Regions from separate parts of the Rattus norvegicus genome. Here region 1 is linked to region 2. Evidence: chromatin contacts called from public Hi-C data. All regions are on one chromosome and are shown on one strand. The core of a region is the stretch at or near the end of the contact, and the rest is flanking DNA. Distances in the headings are between cores, read along the strand shown.

Region 1 (7,355 bases), core at 3,891-6,390, 280 kb before region 2:
CCACCACCACCACCACCCCAAAGGAACGAAGGGAGTAGGATGGCCCCAACTCACGCCTCAGAGAAGCCTGTGAGCCACTCAGCCCCTTACTGGTTCAGCCCACACAGAGGAACTGCCCCAGGTTTATGGTGATGATACAGATCTCAGAAGCTTGCCGAGGCGGACAGACCCCACTGGGATGATGCTCATCAACGGATTCCAGGTCTGTCTCTGCCATGCCCCTCCCAACAGGAAGCCTGGGTTAATGGGGAAAGGAAATGGTCTGAGGGGACAGGACATGACCTTGAAGAACTGAGTAGTCTGGACTAAAGCCTCAGAACCAGCTGACTGACACTCCCAGGGCTGGGGCATCCAGTTTGTTTGTTTGTTTGTTTGTTTGTTTGTTTAAAACAAAAACAAAAAACAGGTCTGTTGGGTGGCCACAGGTCCTGTCCATTTATCAGCATCATGAGGTCCTCACTGAGACACATGACACACCTGGAGGGATAGTGGCTATTGTGATGACTCACCTGGCATTAAAACTCTCATGACAAGTCTCATTCCAACCCTAAAACAAATGTCGGGCGTTGGGTGCCTGTGAACTCAGGCCGCCTTTGACCATCAGAGAGCTGTGCCTGGTGAGGTGAGAGTCCTCCCCACCACTGTTCTACAGGATAATCCAAAAGGAGGGCTGCAGTGCCAAAGTAGGTCAGGGTGAGATTGTCCCTAACATGACGCAGTGGTCAGCCCTGGACCTCCCTGGGAAGCATCAAGTGATGCTCAGCCTTCAACAGCGCACAAGCCGTGGACACAGAGTGGCTAGCACAGTTAGAAGTTGATAGGCATTCACACAGGACATGGCTGTCCCTTCTGTCTTCGAACAACTTGCTTCTCAGAGGGGCACAGTGACACCAGGAGGCACTCACCAAGGCCACCGTGGATCTTTTGGGTTAGCTGAGGTTTCTCTCGAGTCTGCTTCTGGCTGCTCCTTATGACTAGGCTAGCCCTCTGGCAAGCTAAGGAATTGGGGTGCAGCTGATACAGGGTGCTGAAGGGAGCTGGAGCTGCTCATGACAGATCTCCCACACTGAGCACCCGCTCGAGTGCACACACACACACACAGACTTCACACATAGCCAGGCTGCCTCTCAGTACCACCAGGCATCAGGCAGAGGGTGTCACAGCTCTGCAGACTTGAATTCTGGTGCATCACTTCCCTGGCAACAGAAGTGTGGCCATTGCTGGTGCTGCAGAGAAAATCAGGAGTGTGACTTCCTAGTGCCACCTTCCTCCTCACTGCCCTGCAGGCTCTTGACCTTCTGCTAGCCCTTAGGTGGCCCCAGGGAGGCCATAAGGTATCCTAATTTAGTTCCTCTGTTGCTATGGTAAAAACACTGACCAAAAGCAACTTGGAGAGGAAAGGGTTTGTTCGGCTTACACTTCCTCAGCACTGTCCTTCTTTGAGGGATGCAAGGCAGAAGTCAAGGCTGGAACTGAAGCTGCTCTCTGGCTTGCTTTCCTCCGCTTGCTCAGTTCGCTTTCATATCTAATCCAGGTCTACCTGTCCAGGGTCACACTGCCCACGGAGGCCTGGGTACTTCCCACATCAATCATCACTCAAGAAAAGAGACCATAGACATGATTATAGGTCAAGCTGATAGAGGAAATTTCTTAATTGAGGTTCTTCCTTCCCAGGTGTACTGGCTGGGGTTTTTGTGTCAACTTGACACAAGTTAGAGCACCCTCCATGACCTCTGCATCAGCTCCTGCCTCCAGGTTCCAGCCCTGCCCGAGCTCCTGTCCCAACTTCCTCCAGTGCTGGACTATGATCTGGAAATGTAAGCCAGATAAACCCTTTTCTTCCCAACTTGCTTTCGGGTCATGGTGTTTTTATCACCATAATAGAAACCTTAACTAAGACAAATTGGTACCTGTGTCGTGAGTTGTTGCTGTGACAGCCCTGACCATGGTTTGAGAAGGACCACGGAAGGACTTTGGAACCTTGGGTTAGAAGAGCCATTGGGTGTGGAGCGCTCTGTGGGATGTTCTGTAGGAGCTTGGAAGATAATGTTGAGAATGGTGCAGAAGATGCAGGCCTGGCCTGTGAAATCTCAGAGGGAAGATTAAAGACTATGGGGATTGTTTGCTATGTTGATTTAAGATTCTGTGGTTCTCCTTAACTGGGGCTGGAGATTCAGCTGTGATTAACAAGATTCCAGGACAACTAAAGCAAACCTTTGCCTTCCTGGGACAATCGATGCTGTCAGCTGGAGCTAAGAACTTAGCAGTGATTAAGAAGAGACCAGCATCACTGAGGTGAAATCTTTTGGGAAGTGTTTTCTGAGAGCACAAAGAAGCTGTGTTCCAGAGATAGCCAAGGCTGTACCTTGTGCTGTGGCTGGACTTGGTAACGTGTGAGAGTCACCCAGGTGGTACTGGTTTTGAAGGCATGAAGGGGTCATGAAGAGCAGCTGAGGCCTGGCACTGTGAGAGGCCAAGAAAGGCCATTGGTGAAGGTGCAGCCTCAGTAGCAGTTGAAGGCCTGGAACTGAAGGGGTCAGGCAACGGAGTTGAGGCTTTGAAGAGAGCCTATGAGAGGCTGGGCTGAAAGTGCAGCCCAGTTAAGTGGAAGGCTGCATCATTTTGGAAATGCCAGTGCCATGGGATAACCACCAGGTGGAATAGAGACAGCCAGAGCCTAACGTACGACAGGGGGCAGAGCAGGAGAAATGACCCAGACACTTTGAGGAGCTCAGAAGATCCTGTGTGGATGGACACTGAGTTATTTATACTGTTGGGGTTAGTTTTGCTTGGTTAGATGGTGACAGTGCCCTGCTTCATCCCCCTCAAAGAAGGCATTCAACTTAACTTTGATTTTTATGGGAGCCCACAGCTCAAAGGCCTTGGACTTTTTAAGAAATTTTGGATGTTTAGAGAGACGGTATATTTTAAAGAGATTGAAAATTTAATGTGTTTCAGTTTGTAAAGACTGTGGGACTTTTAAACTTACGTTTTTAATATGAGATCTTGGGGATGAGTAAGAAAGGAAGAATTGTGGCTCAATAGTGCTGTGCTTGTGTGTTGACACGGGGTCAACTCTGGCTGACTTCGTGTGTCAGCTCAACACAAGCTAGAGTCAGAGAGGAAGAAGCCTCAGTTGAGAAAATGTCTCCATGAGATCCAGCTGCAAGACATTTTCTTAATTAGTGATAGTGGGGTGGGGTCCCATCTCTGGGCTGGTGCTCCTGGGTTCTATAAGAAATCAGAGTGACCAAGCCAGTAAGCAGCACCCCTCCATGGCCTCCGCATAAGCTCCTGCCTCCAGGTTCCAGCCCTGCTTGAGTTCCTGTCCTGACGTCCTCCAGTGATGGATCAGTGTCAGCCAAAAAACCCCTTCGTTCCCAACTTGTTTTTGGTCTCGCTTGTTTTGTGGCAGTAATAGACACCTGGTGTCTTATACTTTCTATCGCTGTGACAAAACACCGTGACCAAAAATAAAGTTGGAGAGGAAACAGTTTATATTTCCATATCACTGTTCATCACCAAAGGAAGTCGGGACAGGAACTCAAAACAGGGCGGGAACCTGAAGCCAGGAGCCGATGCAGAGGCCATGAAGAGGTGCACACTTAAAGCAAGCTCACTGGCTTGCCTCACAGGGCTTGCTTAGCTTACTTTCTTATAGAACCACCATCCCAAGGATGGGTCCTCACCCACTGATCACTAATTAAGAAAATTCCTTACCACAGATCGTAATGGAGGATGACAGACACATCAGATCTTCCCAGAGTTTGCTACAATAGGCAGCCATTGAGAATCCTGGCCTCCAGGAGAAAGGAGACTTGGGCTGAATGTCAATGGCCTTACCCTCTCGGTCTCTGCTGGTGGTAAACTATAATATGGAGACCAGGCTGGTGAGAAGTCAGGAGAGGGTGCTCATCAGTGGATGAGCTGTAGGCCACTGACCTCCAAGACAAGAGCTAGAAACTGACTCCACTGTCCAGTCCCAAAGTTCAAAAAGGCCTTGCCCCACCCCCTCCGCCATGACAGCATTAGGGACAGGAGTAAGGGCCTCCAGGGAGATCAGTGTTTCCCTGTGCTGCCTATGACTCCAGCTGACATTTCTGGCGTTCTGACCCTGATGGGGGATTTAGTGCCAGTGAGAATGGAGCTGTCCTAAGGAGAATGAGGTTTTGTTTTAAGAGAAGGCTTCTGATTCCCCTTTGTTTGACAAGGTGTAGGAAAGCAGTCTGGCAGATCTGCACCTACTTGTCAAGAACACTGGCATTTCCCACCTAGCCTGTGGGAGCCTTGAAAAACCCAGCCAACCACCTGATAGAAGAACCCAGGGAAGAGCTTCAAGAACATGCAGATGGGGGCAGCGGGGATGGGCAGCTGAGCCCAGACTACTGCTCCCACCAAAGCCCCAGGAATGGGTGTCATCCTGAACTCTCCAAACCAGCCTGGTTGCCAGTGACTGAAGGCCCTAGGAGAGCCCACATGGAGCAGAACAAACACACAGCTGAGAAAAGCCCAAATCTCTGGCCCACAAAATGGTCAATAAACTGGAGGTTGGGTTTTTTGGTTTTTTTTTAAGTGATTAATTATGCAGTAGATTACATGGTCCTAGGTATCTGGACCCTGGGCTGGAGGAAGAGGACCCCATGGGACCCTTCTGTGGAGTGTTGGCAGGCAGGTAGAAGCATCTGGACTCATGCTGGGGTTTACCCTTGAGAACTGGGTTTGTTATGTTTCTCTCGGTCGGTCATCTGTTGCTTTAGCAAGCAGACTGCCAGGACCTTGGGCCTGGTGTTCTGACAGATGGGCTGAGAAGTATAAACTAGAAACTCTCTTTGTATTTAGAATTGCTGAGAACAGGGACCCACGTTGAAATCGTGGTCCTCACCTGTTCACTGACGTGCAGTGCCCGTAGCGGGATGTTGCAGTTACATAGATGAGAGGGGATTGATTCAAAGAACAAAATTAATGTTGTGGTTTAGTCTAAGATATCATGTATACTATTTATAGTTGGTTTTGAAACAGATTTTTGGTTAGCTTCCATCAAGCTTCTTCGTTTAGAAAAAGAAACACAGGGCATAGCTTAGGCAGGGCTGAGAATTGGCAAGGCACTAAGCAAACGATTGCTTAGGGGAGGCCCTGGCCTCGTGATCTGATGGCAAACCAGAGAGGTTTCTCAAGCCCAGTAATGCTTGCCTGCTGTGTTCAACAGTGTTACGTGCATGTGACACACACTAGGCTATGCTGTGCTGAACTAAATTGCGTGGTATAGCAATTTACAATCCAAAAGTCAGATACTAGTCTTCATTGGGTGGTCTTTCTGAACACCCTCCTCTAGCCCTCCCTCTCCCCCAATCACCTTGTCCATGATGGCTGGCTCTCTCCTTTAAGGTATCCCTCTTACCAAAGCTCCCCCCAGCGTTTTCAGGGGAAGCCTCTCCTCCCCTTTAAGGCCCCATCATGTTGTCTCTAATACCGTTATGACAAGTCCCTTCCCCTCTCTTCATAGAGCTCATTTTCCAATGGTGGCTATGTGGCAGAGCCTTCCCAAAGCCAACCCCCACTCTCTCATTTCTAACAGGAACCCAAGCCTCCATGACCTCCAGGTCTGTCCTGAAATTGGACAGGAAGGTCTTTCTCTGAAATGAAGTGCAAGTGGGGAACACCGGCTGTCAGAGACAGCATCACTTTAAACCAACTCCCACCAGATGTCGCTAACTCCCAGTCCTCTAATATTTAGGGATGGTCTCCATCTGAGTGTCTGTCTCTTCACCCCCACGATGACCATCCAACGGCATCGATACTGTCCATTTAGGTTCCGCACAACCAGGATGTGCAAGGGAGAATGTGGTTTGGCAATGGTTCTGGTACCACAGGCCAGGCTTTCACTCTGCTCTGTGTTCATTTGCTACCTGCTGGAAGTGATTTGACCTCTCAAAGCCTCAGCTTCTATAAATGGGGACATCCATAGACCTCATCCTGCCACAGGGCTGCTGTGAGAGCTCGTGGGATAATATGCGTAGGTGGGTTTACCCTTAATACACGCTGTGTAGGGTTATTTCACGATGGTGAACTCAGAAACCATGATGCTGCGGCAAGAGTTGGGGAGATTGTGACGCTTTGTTCTGGTGATAACATTTAGATAGAACCGCTATCCCCAAGGTTTCCATGATTGTCACCTGGGAAGATAGGGTTGATTATGTGGGTATAGTGTGAAGCGATGGTCTTGGAAAAATTCAAGGGATTTTTCTCAAAATCAAAAGGGCTTAACAAAATAAATCAGGGCCTGAGAAAACGGCTCAGCCGAATTCAATCCACAGAGTCCAGGTTGTGGACTGTGCTTATCATTCCAGCCTAGGGACGGGGAGACAGGAGCATCCTGGGGTCGGGGGCCTCACAGCCTACTTCGTGAGCTCTAGAGCAGTAAGAGACGGGCACTAATCAATCAATCAATCAATCAATCAATCAGTAAATAAGTGGTGATCAGCACCTAAGGAATGACAGACACCCAAGGTTAATAACCTCTGACCGTCACCTTCATGCACATAGATATGTGCACACACCAACACACATTTGTACATATATGGATGTACACACACACACACACACACACACACACACACACACACAATCAGCAGGTACCTCAGGCAGGGGTGAGCTTCCATCACTGGACATCTCCCAACACAGGTGGCTGGACATGGGGCAGGTCAGTAAAGAGCTAATGAAATCAGACCGGGCAGAACTGAGTGAACTGAATCTTTTAAAGTCCTAATTCCGTCTCATGATTCTAAGGTTTAGGAGAGATGAGGTTCATTGAAGAGAGGAAATGGTATCTCGGTCAACTGGCTTCAAGGCTGACCCTTGACGCCCAAGCTCAGAGACTACCCTAAATCCATCGACCTTGGAAACAAAACTCTAGCTGCTGTACCTTTAATCCACTGATCTTGATATTTGCCTCTAGGGCTACAGAGGTCAAGGCTGGATTGCCTTTCACAGCGAAACCATTAAACGCAGTGAGCAAGGAAGCCTATGCCTACACCTTCTCCTCCCCCAACAGTCCACCCTCACCACCTGTCCACCCAGCCTGGCTCCTACAATGGCCGCTGCCTCATGTATAGCACTTGCTAAATAGGCATGAGATGTGCCTACACTGGGTTTATCGTTGCCCCAACAGAGTTGGGTAAGCATATTGTCTAAAATTGCAATGGTTAACCTTCATTCTTAGAATACTCGTAAGCATTTTAGAAAAGTTACCAGGTCAGTTACAAACCCATCCTACCTTGCCACAGAGGCAAATAACCAAAGAACCACCTCCCCGCAACTATTGGTAGAGTCTAGTTTGCTATTTAAGTTGAAATAAA
Region 2 (7,127 bases), core at 95-2,594:
TGAAAGCTAGCTATTTCCCGTGCCTCTGGTTTTGGACTCGGTGAGCCCCGATGAAATTTCAATCTGCCCAACGCGATAGCTTGCCCACATTGAAATGCCATGGAGCGACTTATGAACCTGGCAAGTTGCCTTTAAGGTCAGGAGCGAAGTTGGAAAGGGCAAGGAAAGAAAAAGTTCTGTATACAGACAGCACCCTCATGCCTCTCCAACCTTATGACGGTTTCCTTCCTCCAAGGAACGCAGGTTGGAGCATCCCCCAACCCCATCTCAGTCCCCAGGATCTCCCAGGAGAGAAATTAACACCCTTGAGCCCGCACCCGAATCTTTCCTTTCCCCACCATTAACCCACTGGGCCTTGGCCCCTGCAGCACACCTGCAAAGAGCTCACCGAGTGACGGATGGGGAAGGATCGCTCCGAGGAGCCCGGAGCCGAAGGGTAAGCACGGCCACCGGGCGGGGATGCGGGGATCCGGGCCTCTAGGGGTGCCGATCCGGATCCCGAGGGGCGAACGTGCGCGCGCGCAGTGCGCGGTGAAGTGCAGACTCGCCCCCGCCGGGACCGCGATCCCCAGCACGCCACTAAATCGGAAATCTAACTTTCAGCCGCTGTGAGCGTCCAGCTCCAGACCGCGAATCCCAAGCCGGGGGCGGAGGGGGGGACTGTCAGTAGTGCCGCCCCGCCCCCCCCCAGCCCTGCCCTCCTGAGCCACTTACCGCTTGGCCTGGGCTTCCCGGTGCTGCCGCGCGTCCGGGGCGCGTCGTCCGCGCGCTCTCCCTGGGGAGAAAGAGAAAGCGTGCAGACGGTCGGGGCGCGCTCGCTCGCCGCCTCCTCTGTGGAGATCTGAGGCTCCGAGCGCCGGGCGAAGGGGCCGCCCGGGCAGGATTAGCACAGCTCCCCAGCCTCGCTCCGAGGAGGTCCCCGCAGCGGCCGCACTCCGTGAGCTGCGGAGGCCGAAGTGATTAGTCCCGGGGCATCAACTATTGTGCAGAAGCCGGGACCCCGGCTCGCACCCCCGAACCCCTCATCCCGCCCGCCGGCTCCGGGGAACGAGCGAGCGGCGCCCGGGGAGAGTCCGGGCTACGGAACACGGTGCTGGGCGCCGTGGGGGGAGGAGGGGAGTTGCGTGGCCGCGGGGGAGGGGACAGGTAACTGCCCACCGGGACTGGAGGACCCGCGGAGGGACAGCGCGGGAAGGGAGTCCCGGACGGCGGCGATGAGCGCGCTGCGGGAGGTCTCCCGGGCCCACCCTCCCTCCCTCCCCCCCGGGACACGGGGCCGCACTGACTTTCCGCTCACTCGCTCACGCACGTACTGAACTCGCTCACAAAGTTGCCGGCGGTGGCGGCGCTGCACTGGCCCTTCTCCCCGCCCCATCCCTTCCCTCCCTCCTCTCCTCCCTCCTTCAGTCTCGGGTGAGATCACCGCGGCGGGGTTCTGCGCTCAGGCAAGTCTCGCGAGATTAGAAGCCCAAGCTCGGGCCGGGGGAAGTGGAAGCCGGGTAGTGAGGGCCGTTGAACTTCTGGTTGTCATGACGACTCGACAGCCGAGTGCAGTTTTCACCTGCCTCCTCCGCTGCCCCAAGCCTAGCGGTGGGGAAGGGGAGGCTGGAGGAGGATGCAGGGCTTCCATAGACCTGCTTCTCGGAGGTGGGAGCATTTGGCCAGAGAAGCTCTGGGGCTTTAGAAGTCAGCGCATCTCTCTACTTCTAAATGTCCACCATGTACTCAGTTTATGAGCCTTCCTGTGTAATCTCATCTCCAGCCCCCGCACTATGCTTTCTTTTCCCCATCCTAACGCCCCCACGAGATGGCTTCTTGCGCATGTAGCTCACTCATGTTGGTATTCTCAGCGGGCTTTGTACCCTAGTAGGTACTGTATGTCTGTTGTTGAAAATGAAGGTAATAGTCCTTGTGTGTCCACAGTCACTCTACTTTGCCCAACCCCAAAGAGTACCTGGAATTTATGTCAGTTTCTGCACCACAGTCAAGTTTTTTACACTGCTAAACTCTGGTTTCTGTTTCAATCTTTTTTTTCCCTGTGGTTACATGTTTCTTTTCTCTTTGTAAAAACCTGGTTCACGGTAGAAGGGAACAGGAAACAAAACTTAAATTATGAATCCTCAGATTATACCTTTATACCTGATTACAAAACGTTATTGAGGGATTGGACAGATGACTCTGGGATTAAGTAAAGCACAGCGGCTCTTCCAGATGACTGATGTTCAATTTCCAGCTTCCATTTGGTGGGCCAACAACTATAATTCCAGTTCCAGGAGACCTGACACCCTCCAAGAACACCAGGCATAGACATGATATATATTCCAAAAGGCTATTGTTTGAAATCTCATTTTATTTCTAAATTGGAGAAATTTTTCTGTGGTGATTTTTGTTTTACTAAATAATATCCTGCTGTTGATAGAAACATGAAGTTTTGATGTCAACAAAGATGAATAAATATAGATTCCATAGTGTATAACAGAACTCACCATTAAAAAATTGATCTTTTTTTTTTTTTTTTGGTTCTTTTTTTCGGAGCTGGGGACTGAACCCAGGGCCTTGTGCTTCCTAGGTAAGCGCTCTACCACTGAGCTAAATCCCCAGCCCCAAAAATTGATCTTTAAATGTCAATATCAATATGAGGAAACTGTTAACTCAATCCCATACACATAGAAACCTAAAGGACCTTACTATATGAAGACTTAAACAGTTAAGACTTTTGGGATACCTGTGGCAATGGGGTGTGTGTGTGTGTGTGTGTGTGTGTGTGTGTGTGTGTGTGTGTAAGGGGGGGAGAAGGAGGAGGAGGAGCAGGAGGAGGAGGAAGAGGAGGAGGAGATGATGTCTGACTGGACAAGAGTGTAAAGGTATGATAGTACCTTGTGTTATCCATTCTCTCCTTCCACCTTTATGTGAGCTTTGAGAATCAAGCTCGGGTCACAGGGGGGAGAGGGTATGGAAAAGGGGGGTTATGGATGGGAAACCGGGAAAGGGGATAACATTTGAAATGTAAATAAAAAAATATCCAATAAAAAATTAAAAACTTGGGTCACAAGTTCATCTACCTGCTGATTCATCTTAAATGCCTGAACATTTTTGTTTTAGGAACTTAAGTGGCACAGTGATTAGAAAATAGTAGCTAGGGCCAAGAGAGGGGGGCTTGGGTTCTGTGCCACTAATAATTGAGACTCCTTGAGAACTTTACTGTCTCTTACACTACATCTGTAAGAACTGAGGGATAGCCCACATGTTATTACAGCTTTAAAATTCTGTAGCACTTCAGACCCATAAAAGTTTCCAATAAATAACAGATATTCCCCTTTTATATTGAACAATAAAAAAGCAAATGGGTGTTTCATTTATAGTAGGCCATTTGCACTATATTTTGCTACATGTTGATAATTTTATATCCAAGCTTCTTTTGTCTCAACAGCACAGACATCAAAAACATTGGACCTGTAATAATTTTAAAAGGCATTATTGGTGGTCGGCTTTTACACTAACTTAGAGTAGATTCCTTGTTGTTTAATAAACATGTCGATTCAAGTAAAAGAGAAACCGAATTACTTTGTCTTATAGCAAGGCAACTGGAAGGAAGGAAGGAAGGAAGGAAGGAAGGAAGGAAGGAAGGAAGGAAGGAAGGAAGGAAGGGGGGAAAGGAAGGAAGGTAAGAAAAATAGGATGGCAGGAACTGAAGCATCTTTTAAAAGTCTTTTATTCACACATGAGTGGGTGTGGACATGTGTATGCCGTCGAGCACATGTGGAGGTCAGACACTCAGAGCACACAATCTGTAGGAGTCCGTTCTTGCCTCCAACCCTGTAGATTCTGGGAATTGAACTCCAGTCCTCGGGTCCCTTACCCACCAAGTCACCTCATGTCACCATCAGCCCATGCATCTGTTTGTTTTAAGGATCAAACCCTTCATAACACCCTGGATATTTTAAGTCAGTTCTTGCTCAGTAATATAACAGTTTCACCCTTAAAGAATGGCCGACCAACACAGCACCGTTCTGAAGGCCACCTGTTTTACGAATCCCAAAGAGCCCTTTGAAACAGTCCACCCAAGTACTAGCCAAACCTGTTAACTTTCTTCAGTACTTTTTACGAGGCCCTGGTGAAGGGCGCTAGATTTCAAATTCCAGTGTTGGGTAAAAGTGATGGGTTTGTTACTTTAGCTTCAAGTAGTTTAACCCTGCCCTAATGTGGGATTCCTTACTCTCCCAGCTACAGACAAGTACTCGTTAGACGTCTGAAACCACACTTGCTTTCTAATCAATTAACTTCCTTTGTTAAATTACAGAGGAGCCACCGTGCTTCCCTCTCCACTCTATAAAGACAATATCACGCGCTCTCCTTCACCAAACCACTGAGTGTGACTGCCCGTGGCCTTGCTCCTTTCGTCTGCGAAACAAAGCAAATAGAAAAAGCTGAACGCACGGCCTTCCTGGACACTTCGCCTGCCAGCATGCGTCTGCACACTCTATCTAGTTTACCTGTCAGGATACAGGCTCTCTGCTTTGCTTTCTACCACGGCAACCTCTCAGACCATAGCTGGGATTAACTTCCTGCCTGTGTCCTACTCCGAGCCTCTCCAACTGAGGGACATGGATTCTGTAACTATACGTTCTCTGGCTGAGACCAGCGAATTTCCCTACTCCACTGAATCATCTTTCTTTTGCATGTGCGTATGAATGGGATGCTTTAGGTACCGGTCCCCACCTTTCTTCTACCTTGTTTGAAGCAAGGTCTCTTTGTTGTTTATTGCTAGGCTACAAACTCCAGACTGCTCTGCCCTTGGGCTTCCAGGATCCTCCCATCTCTGCCTCCCATAGAAGCATTGGGATTACAGATATACACTACTGTATAGGTTCTCAGGATTGGAACTACAGAGAGCACTTCACCCACTGAGCCAGTCCGAGGTCCCTGAAGCATTTTTCCTGTAATTTGCAGGCATTCTGTATGTGTACTGTGGTGGTTTGAATATGCTTGGCCCAGGGAGTGGCACTATTAAGAGGTGTGGCCTTGTTGGAGGAAGTGTGTCAATGGGAGAGTAGGCTTTGAGGCCCACTCCCCCTCCTAGCTACCTGGAAGACAGCAGTCTCCTCCTGTTCACCTTCAGATGAAGATGTAGAACTCTTGGCTCCTCCTGCACCATGCCTGCCTGGATGCTGCCATGCTCCCACTTGATGATAATGGACTGAACCTCTGAACTTGTTAGCCATCCCCAATTAAGTGTTGTCCTTTTTAAGAGTTGGCTTGGTCGCGGTGTCTCTTCACAGCAGTGGAAACCCTAACTAAGACAGGTACCTTGGTAAATTCCACGTCTGCCCTTGCTTCGCTTCAAATCTAGAGTCTTTGGGAAGAGCATGCTCGGTCCCTGCTGCCTTCCCTCCCTTCCCTTCCATTCTCCTGCAGTCGTTAGGAGCAGCCTCTTACCAGCCACTCCATGGAAACTGGTATTCGCAGAAACAGCAATGAAACCTCATCCTAAACTCTGTGTCCTCACCCGGCTCTGTGTCCACACCCTCGGCAGCAGACATGAAACCAGCAGACCCACCTTTGGAAATTCTTTCTGTTCCTTACCTCAGGTGAAGAGTCCTACCTTTCAGCCTTTTGGTCTCAGACTTCCGTGGATATCTATCTTCCCTTCGGGCTCTTCTCTCTCACCTTGTGGTGACCTTACCACTCTGATGATGACTCTTAAGACCTTAGCAATCTGGTGGCTGTGACATACTGACTGCTACCATTTTATACCTCCAGGTCAGCCATCCCACAAACTCCAGACTGTCCATATCCTTACTCAACACCCCAATATACAAACGTCTCACATCTAAAACTTACATGGTCTAGGTATCCCCCGAAAACCAATGTGCTATGGTCTCCTCCATCCCAGTTAATGCTGCCCTCCCAGAGTTCCAGAAACCCAGAGGAAACTTCTTAATGTCATTCTTACCGTCTCTGTTTTCTCTCAGCCCACATCTAAACCATGAATAAACACTGCTGGCCCTTCCTTCAGAACATGTCCAGAACGCAACCACTCTCCACCCATGGGAACTCTTTGTCTCTGCTTCAAGACTGTCACAATGGTGTCCCCCTGTTAGTCTCCATGTAGCCTACCTACTCTGCTCTCTGCCACTAATATCTGACCTACGTGTTTGATGTAGAGCGTCCAGGTTACATAAGTCAGATCATCTCACCTCGCTGCTAAGAAACTTTCCAGAGATTCTCATGAAACTTGAAGAAAATAATATTAAAACACAAAGCTCACATTTCAATCTAGAGAATTATATTGAGTTGACATCAGAGGGCTGGGGCCAGGGACTACCTTCCCACCACCCTTATCCCCTGCCATGAACACACAAACTCTTGGTCCTGTATTGAACATGGCACAGAATCTGCTTATAACTTATGCATATCCTCCAGAACACTTTAAATCACTGTCCTCTTCATATTACGTGTAATACATATGAGTCTTATACAGAATTGTTTAGGAAATACTGACTCCCCTCACACACAAAAGCCTGTATGTATCTAAGACACTGGCATTTTTTTTCTCTTTTTAAATTTTTTTCAATTTATTTATTCACTTTCTATCCAGATCACAGCCCCCTGCCTCTCCTTGGTCCCAAGACATTGATTACTCTCTCTCTCTCTCTCTCTCTCTCTCTCTCTCTCTCTCTCTCTCTCTCTCTGTGTGTGTGTGTGTGTGTGTGTGTGTGTGTGTGTGTGTGTAAATATATCTTTGATCCATGCTTATTTGAATCCACGGGAATGTAGAACCAACAAACAGAAGATGAACTCTGTTCTCCAACTTCCTCCTTGGCAGCCACAGTGATGACCCCGCTGTCCTTAAATACATTAATCAGGTATGCTCCTGCCTCCAGGCCTCACATCTGCTAAGCCCTCTTCCAGGAGCACTCTTTCCCTCAAGCATCTGCATGACTCAGTCCCTGGGCTCCCTTAGTCTGTATGAAGGTGACTGGGTTGATGTCTGCCTGTTCACTCTCGGGAGCCCTGGTGCTCTCTCTCACAGGAGATCTGAGCCTCCTTCCCTTATCTAGGGAAGGAGCAGAACAAGAGGTTTGGACAGAGGCAAAGGCAAGTCAAAACCTTCCCCCCACCACCCC

Evidence for each region. Hi-C and Micro-C count contacts between places; a contact is called where the count stands out from the background.
Region 1: a contact with region 2 is called in a Hi-C map of liver, with 2.1 times the contacts expected there. The contact joins the enhancer-like site here to the promoter of Sipa1l1 in region 2. A contact is called at or near these places in 9 of 12 Hi-C or Micro-C datasets (the A7r5 cell line, the Rat2 cell line, Schwann cells and 6 more).

The regions. Positions count from the first base shown.
Region 1 is chr6:107,853,201-107,860,555 of GRCr8, reverse strand. It overlaps LOC102552965 (a long non-coding RNA gene), which reads left to right. Exons shown (of 2, transcript XR_010052742.1): 1 at 1-202. Among named protein-coding and RNA genes, the nearest start is that of Rgs6, 140 kb to the left of the region's middle. Within about 2 kb of position 5,140, at least 5 of the 93 cell types and tissues checked have an H3K27ac peak or open chromatin away from gene starts, as enhancers often do. A contact at or near this core is called in liver, where this site is marked.
Region 2 is chr6:107,564,855-107,571,981 of GRCr8, reverse strand. It overlaps Sipa1l1 (signal-induced proliferation-associated 1 like 1), which reads right to left and starts at 1,344. Exons shown (of 25, transcript NM_001389245.1): 1 at 1,287-1,344; 2 at 715-775.